Regions from separate parts of the Rattus norvegicus genome. Here region 1 is linked to region 2. Evidence: chromatin contacts called from public Hi-C data. All regions are on one chromosome and are shown on one strand. The core of a region is the stretch at or near the end of the contact, and the rest is flanking DNA. Distances in the headings are between cores, read along the strand shown. Region 1 holds the start of Tcea1 (transcription elongation factor A1). Region 2 holds the start of Atp6v1h (ATPase H+ transporting V1 subunit H).

The links. A called contact is a pair of places that touch in the nucleus more often than the background predicts.
Region 1: a Hi-C map of prefrontal cortex shows a contact between it and region 2, with 2.2 times the contacts expected there. The contact joins the promoter of Tcea1 here to the promoter of Atp6v1h in region 2. A contact is called at or near these places in 2 of 12 Hi-C or Micro-C datasets (mammary epithelial cells and prefrontal cortex).

The regions. Positions count from the first base shown.
Region 1 is chr5:19,465,017-19,468,835 of GRCr8, reverse strand. Tcea1 (transcription elongation factor A1) reads left to right here and starts at 2,332. Exons shown (of 10, transcript NM_001025735.1): 1 at 2,332-2,477. The coding sequence starts at 2,415.
Region 2 is chr5:19,269,006-19,272,907 of GRCr8, reverse strand. It overlaps Atp6v1h (ATPase H+ transporting V1 subunit H), which reads left to right and starts at 1,868. Exons shown (of 14, transcript NM_001398985.1): 1 at 1,868-2,050; 2 at 3,202-3,346. The coding sequence starts at 3,234.

The DNA.
Region 1 (3,819 bases), core at 1,083-3,582, 200 kb before region 2:
GTCTCTGCTATGGGGTACCTGAAGAGAAAAACCTCCCAAGAAGTCTAAATAAGTCATATGGAGTTTTTATTCACTGCCAGCGGAGCTGCCCCAGACAAAGTATTGGGGAGCAACCTCAACCTTAAGTGTGTGTCAAAGACCAGCCTTGACTTGGAGAAAGGTTCTGAGGAAGGGAAGACTGGGAGCGGTGACGCAAGACTCTAAGTCAATCCGTGGGCTCTCACTGAAGATCCACATAGTGGCTTACAACTGCCTGTAACTCCAGTTCCGGGGCACCTGACACCTTCTGGCTTCTACAGGCACCAGGCATTCATACATAAATCTTTTGAAAAATCAGGCAAAATTGTGCATTTTTTGAGAAGATAAATGTATAAAATGAGGGTATGCCCTATATTATTGTATTGTAAAGGAGAAAGTATTGTAGGAAGAGAACAGCCAAAGCATCATGAAGAGTCAAGAGCAGGGAAAGTGGTAGATCGCTGCTGAATGGATTAGGCCATGAGAGGGGCCAGCAGGGCGAGGGAGGACCAAGCACCTAGATGGTGCATGCCGGAATGACAGTTTTAGATAGGAATCAGAAGCTGTGGGAAAGGAAGCCCATGAGCTGGAGAATTTTAGAGTAAGAGGCTAGGATGCTGGATATCCAGACTCTGTAACTGATGCTTGTGATGCTAATGGAGTTATGCTAATCAGCCCCTCAGTCATCCATTTGTCCTCAGTCTCTTTTGGACCTGATAATAAAATGATAGAAAACTTGGAAACTGTCAGTGGTCATAATGTACAGCCCTGGTGGCTCCGTAAATGTCTCATACTTGTACTTGAAATCAGTTAAACGGGGTATGGTGGTGCTTGCCCGTACTCCTAGCAGATCAGGATCTTATGGCTAACCTGGGCTACATAGAAAACTAAGGTCAGCTTAGGCTACAAAAGACTTGTCTAAAAATAAAAGTTAAAACAGTAAACTTGATGTTTCTCTTACCACAGTTAAAAATTAATCAACTTGGGGCTGGGAAGATGGCTCAGTGGACTGGAGTAGTTGTTTTCCAAGCATGAGGACCAGGGCATCTGAGATGGAATTCCCAGCACAGAGTTGTGCATTCCTGTAACCACAACGCCTGGGAGTCTAGAAGATGCCAGTCAGCTTAGCTGACAACCTAAACTTCTAGTTCAGGGAGAGACCCTGTCTTAAGGCAGTGAAGTGGAGACCAGATATTTTGAACCATAAAAGCCTTAGTATAGGGAGAATCTTACTAAGTGGTAGATTTTGATTAATGGTAATTAACTTTGAAACGCTGTTATAACTGAGAATAGTATGAATCGGTAGTAAATGATTTACCTGGCACAGACCCACTTTCTCATCTGCAAATGAGAAAATGATTGTCTCCTCTTTATTACCTCACAAGGAAATTGAAGGAAAAGGACAAAGAAAGCAATGGAAAGTGAGCTGTGGGTGAAAAATGGTACTGAACTATTTCTTTTCAATAGAAACTGATTGTCTGAAGTGGAATTTACTGTTACCCAGGGAAACTACTTTATTTGCTCATTAATAACTTAAACTTAAACTCATTAATAACTTAAACTTAACCCAGGGAAATTACTTTATTTGCTCATTAATAAACTTAAAGCGTGAAAAGACACGTTAGTTAAACACCACGGTCTTCTTTCATGCTTGGTGACACATGTTTAATTAAACACAAAATGTGTTTTGGTTAAGTTTTTCATGGGAAAGAAGACATTTTAAGGTTTAAAGTCTGTAATGTTCAGTGGTTCCTGACTTACTAAAAACTTTCACACAACGTTTTACAGAAGTAAAAACAATCCCAGACACTATACTCGTAAGTTTTCTACCTTGGCTTTTTTTTTTTTTTCTAAGGCACAATTCTCAGGGCCTTCTTTTAAGTCGGTTTTCACCCCCAGGCGATAAGGTTTGAATAGCCGAGACCAAGAATGACCCTCGGTGCTCATGCACTTGAAGCCCTCGGCTATGCCCGCCCGGCGTCCCAAAGAGCGCGGTTCCGGAGGGGTTCCCTTGGAACCGGTAGCTGTCTACCGCCTAGTGCCGGTGTCTCTCCGGCATGACAACCAGGGTAATCCGACTCTTAACTCTCCAGCAAGGAGAGTCCGGAAAGATCCGGAAGTTCCAGACTGAAGGGGCCGGGAATACATTAAGAGGACTGCGCGCGCCAGAGCGAGCGACTTTTGCTTTCCAGACTCCCGCGATCGATTGGTAGCGCCTGCGCGTTGCGCGTGGCGCTCGACTGATACTACCTAGGGGGTGGAGCGTTTGCCTCCGCCGCCGCGGGCCGGGTCTGTGAGGAAGGCCTAGGCCGTGGGCTTCGGGGCTCGTCGAGCGTCTGCGCAGCTTCTCTCGCTTCCCGTCCGCTGTGGCCGGGCGAGAGGGGCCTTCCGGAGCCATGGAGGACGAGGTGGTTCGCATTGCCAAGAAGATGGACAAAATGGTGCAGAAAAAGAACGCGGTGAGCGGGCGGGCCCCGGGCAGGCCGCGGCCGAGACCGTGACACCGGCTCACGCGGAGTCAGTCAGGGCCGGGCCGCGCGCCCTCCGGGCTTACACGTCTGTGCTGGGGACGGCCGCAGTGAGCCCAGGACTGAAGCCGTCAGCGGCTGAGAGAATGTACGGTGGCCGCCGCCGGTTACCTCAGAACGGCTTCGCTGGGTGGCGCGGTCAGTTTCAGACGGGCCATAAAGTGTGTTTATCCCAGCTCTACCTTCGACCCACTTCGTAATTACAAACAGAAAATAACGCGGTCTCTTAGCAAGTAGGCCTGGGTGCGATTTGCCGGACAGCTAGAGTTTGAAACCTCACCAGCCGGCTGCTGGTAGGTGGGTATGGTGCTGAGGTAGTGGCGGGACGGATGCTATCCTCCGGTCATTCATTGGTCTGTGTTTGAGTCCACCGGTGTGTACCACTTTCCATCCGTTTGCTTCACACTTGACCTCCCTTAAGCCAACTTCACCTGAATTTGTTCTTCCGTACTCAGCAGATTTGCATTCTCAAAAATACCAGAGACGGTTCCCGTTCGTGAAGTAAAAGCCGTGCAGAGATGCTTACATTTGTGGAGTGCTTTACAGACCTCTGCAAAATTCTTTTGTGACTAGGACCCAGCTGTGAGTGCATGGTCTCTCGGTTTTATGAGTCCAGAAACTTAAAGTATTGTTGCTTAAATACTGTGTAGTTTTGGTTGAGCCAGGAGCTCGCTGATTGACCACTCACTGCCTGCTTAGGAATTAGTGGTAATAACAAATAACTTAAGACTTCAGACAACCCCGGTTCCTCTTTCTTCAACAGGTGCGTTGCTCAGCATCTAATTTCATGCCCCGTTAAGCTGTATGTGTGATTTTGGTCTTTTCAAATATTTCCTGTTTGTTTTCTGTTCCAGATATTAGCCTGTGTTGTTTATCTTCCTTACCGATTGAGCCATTTCATTCCTTGATGAAGGAAATGAATTCTTGTTATACGAAAGGTTGAACATTTTTTTGGATTAAATTGGGAAACTTCTCAGTCTGCCTGGAGGTTACCAGATTGCCACAGAGGAAGCTCTCGGGTGGAGATGGGGGGAATCATTAACTTGGTAACTTATTTTCCCAAATACATCAGGACAGACTTAAAGTCACTCTCAAATCTGCTTTCTTTTATTTATTTATTTATTTATTTATTTATTTATTTATTTTGTATATGAGTACACTGTAGCTGTCTTCAGACACACCAGAAGAGGGCATCGGATCCCATTACAGATGGTTGCGAGCCACCATGTGGTTGCTGGGATTTGAACTCAGGACCTCTGGAAGAGCAGTCGGT
Region 2 (3,902 bases), core at 619-3,118:
AGACAGTCAGTGCAAACAGCTTTGAGACTTGTAGATTTGTTGTGAGTTATTTTACGACACGGTTATTGGGTCAATTCTAGCATTCTCTTGGTAAGCACATCTTCAATTTAGGGTACAGTTTTTACAGTACCCTTTCGGCTGGGTGTAGCTCAGTGCTAGAATATACGTTTGGCATTGTTTCAATCTCTGGACAACCCCATCGCAAAGGGACTTAATTCATAGTATCATTTTGAAAGAAAAATTTCAAGTATGCAGCGTAAAGATTATCTTACAATTACTTAATTGTGTTTGTACATGTGTTTGTCTCCTGGTTCATGTTGTGATGCCCAGGCTGGCCTTCATCTGCCAGACTTCCTCTTCCTGCCCCAATTCCAAGATTACAGACGCGCACTACCATGCCAGGCTGTGGTATTCAGTAAAAAAAAAATTACATTAAAATTTTATTTATGTACGTATTGTGTATGGCTGTGGGCATGCACACTGAGCACTGAGTGAGTGGACGCCAACAGACAACTTTCAGAGAGCCTGTTGTCACCTTTCACCTTGTGGGTCTGACGATTGAACTCAATGGTTGGATTTGGTGACAATGCCATTGTTTACCAGGAGAGCATTTCCATGGCCCAGAACTATCCAGTTTTAAAGAGGTAACATGGCTCTACTTCAGGGTTGGGAAATAGCAGTTTGCGGAGTGCTTGTCTCACTCAAGGAGGCTCTGGGTCTAATCCCCAATATGGCTAAAAACAAAGTTTTCCTTCAGAAAAACAAGGCATATTATGTAAGGTCTAAGATATGGGCTCTTTTCTATTAGCAACTTGCCCTTTGTATTCTTATCCAGCAACTTACATTAAATCAGGGTGTATCCTTCCACATAATTTCTGACGGAAAATTGGGCCCATGATGTCCTAACCTAATGAACCGGTGAAACTAAACCCGTGAAGCTATCAACTTGCTGGGCAAAGGGGAACCAAAGGCTGAAGAAACGAACAGGTTAAGGATCAGGAGAGCTGCTTGGGTTATCCAGGTGAAACTTGGATACCTCTTTTGAACTATGGTCCGTGATGGTGATAGTGACTTAGAACACAGAGGGTAGAAGAACAGATTCTCCTGAGCCTCTAGCATAAAGTCATTCCGGCCTAAAGCAGTTCTGGAGGGAGAGACCCATTTTTCTGGACTTCTGACCCAGACACCTGAAAGACGATGAATTTATGCTTCATTTAAACCACTATAATTGTGGTAATTTGTTGCAGTAGTGGTAGAAAATCAATATCATCTCCTACATTTTTTTCTTTTATAACTCATGATGGTTTTTGAAACTTGACCTCAAAAAGATTTTTTTTTAAAGTAACAATATACTGTTTTTTGTTTGTTTGTTTTTTAGGTACATTCCTTTGTGTGCTTTTTTACTTGCCTCCAACACTATTATATATATTTTGGTATAATCTGAAGACAAGGCCAGCTCAGGCCTTTGGGTTTAAGATAGGATGTGAGAAATATATACGCTGAGAGCAAGTGAAGTTAGGTAAACAATGAGTAACGTTTTTCTGAAATATATATTACTGGTTAAGCCTGTAACCGTGGGTCTATGACTCATTTTTCAGTCTGAGTTTTATGCTTAAAATCTGAGTATAAATGCCTGGTCCGAAGAGATGGTTAAGTCAAACAAACCAAAAATACTCAAAGGTCATAAACCAAATTTCTCCAAAGACTGATGTCAGGAGCTTTGGCTTTTTTGGTAAGGGCGACTTGCTGGGTGGGAATTTTGCCATTTTAAAGCACCCGAGGAATTGGCCCCTGTCCGGCCGCCTAGTGCGCGGTGCTAGCACTTTTGGGCCCTCTCGGCTTCCGCGGTCCACTGCGGTCACGTGCCGCTGCTCACGTGCCCAGACGCTGCTGTCACTTTGCAGCTGTTCCGGCTTTTTCCGTGAGAGCCTCTTAACGTCTGTCGCGGAGTCGCCTTCCCATTGCTCTGGGCTTTCCGTGGCCACTGAGGCTTCGGAGCTCGACCCGCACCTGCCTGCCCTTGTGGCCCTCACTCCCCGAGGCTATCCAGGTGAGGCCGCCTGGGGCCCCTCTTCGGCTCCCGAGAGCGGGCTGCTTTCCCTGCGGGCCGCGCCAGGGTCTGCGGAGCTGCAGGGCCTTCACCGCAGAGGGAAGTAGAGGACGTGCGGGGGTGGGCAGGCTTGGGCCAGGGCCTGGGTAGAGTCGCCGAGGCCCGGAGCCTCCCCGGAAGGCCGCACTGTGCCCTCGGGTTCCAGCCTTTCCTGGATGGAGCCGGTTCTACCTGGGACCCGCAGTCCGCGCTGACCTTGTTTGTTTAGGCAGCAAGTCCCCACAAGGAGAATTTAAGTTCCACACTGACTAAGCACATTGGGAACGCGGAGTAGAATTTAGGTATGATTTGCCTTTCCTCCTTTTGCTCGTGGGCAAGAACGTAAGTTTTGGGAATGGAGAGTTCGGTGTTTGCATTTTAGTAAAGTAAGGTGTAACATGTCTATTAAGTTGACTGATGTTTTATTTTTGTAGCTCATTATTGTACATTTTTTCTTGTCAGAATAGACTCCTATCGTTGGCTGTACCCAAGTTGGAAAGGAAATTTCTTTCAATATTGATTTCGAAAAATGTTTTGTCAATTTCTGTTTGAAAAGAAGGCACTGGTGTTTGAAAAAATTTACCATACCACTTGGTATATTTTATTTTGAATCAGTGATTTTTAAAGGAATTAATATAACGTCTTTGCAAATTGAAGCCTAATGGATGCCATTTAAATACCATAGTTGGCCCTTTTCGGTGTTTTAGTTTTTGTATGAGAGATTTGAACATGAGTGAACAGATTTAGAGCAGTGGACTTTGGGGCTATTTTTAGCATATTCAAAGACCTGGGTATGATTGCACTAAAGGTGGTCAAAGAGTTCTGCTTAATATTCTGTTTAGTTTTAATTTTGCTGTCAGCCTCTTAAATGGTCATTTTAAAAGTTTCAAAGTATATTGCAGCTAATAATTAAAAACTCTTCCCTGGAAAAGAACAAGCCAACGGAAAGACCTTTTAAGGGGTGGTAGACAAAATTTGAAATTGATTAATGCCGTTCGGAGCTAGGATCTTTACTACTCAAGCTAAGTGAAATGAACGTGGTTGTATTCATACTAGTAGTTCAAAAATTAAAATGCCTGCTATTCTGTTTTTATCTTGGCCCTAAATTGAAGGTCTGTGAAACATTCAAAATCATAAAGTTTAGATGACCAAGATGGACATTCGAGGTGCCGTGGATGCTGCTGTCCCAACTAACATCATTGCAGCCAAGGCTGCTGAAGTTCGTGCCAACAAAGTGAACTGGCAGTCCTATCTTCAGTGCGTACTGTTTGTTGTGAGTCATGGGTGTCTTGTGCTTTTGCCTCAGGCTCTTTCATGGTCATGCTTCGATGAGAGAAATACTGGAAAAATACTAATAAATTAATTGTAACATTTCCTCCTCTCCAGAGCTAGCTGTCTCAGGGTGTCTGCCTGGTATGGTAGGACAGCTTGGGGAAATAGAACAGTTCACAGTAGTTATTTTATTTTATTTAACTGTGTATTTAACTGTTTTTGCCTACATGTACGTATGTATGTGTGCCACATGCATGCTAGTGCTCTCTGAGCTTAGAAGAGGGTCTCAGATACCTTGGAACTGGAGTTACAGATGGTTGTAATACACACACGTGTGTTTATGTGCTGAGTGCCATGCCTTTGCAAATCAGAGCAAATCTGCAAGAACTGGTTCTCTGGTACTGGGGATCAAACTGAGGTTGCCAGGCTTAAGTGGAAGGTGCATTCTTCCCCCACCCTCAACCCCGCCCCTTTCATCAGCCCTCCTTTATTCTTCATACTATTTTATCATTTTATTTCATATGGGTTTATTTTGGCATAT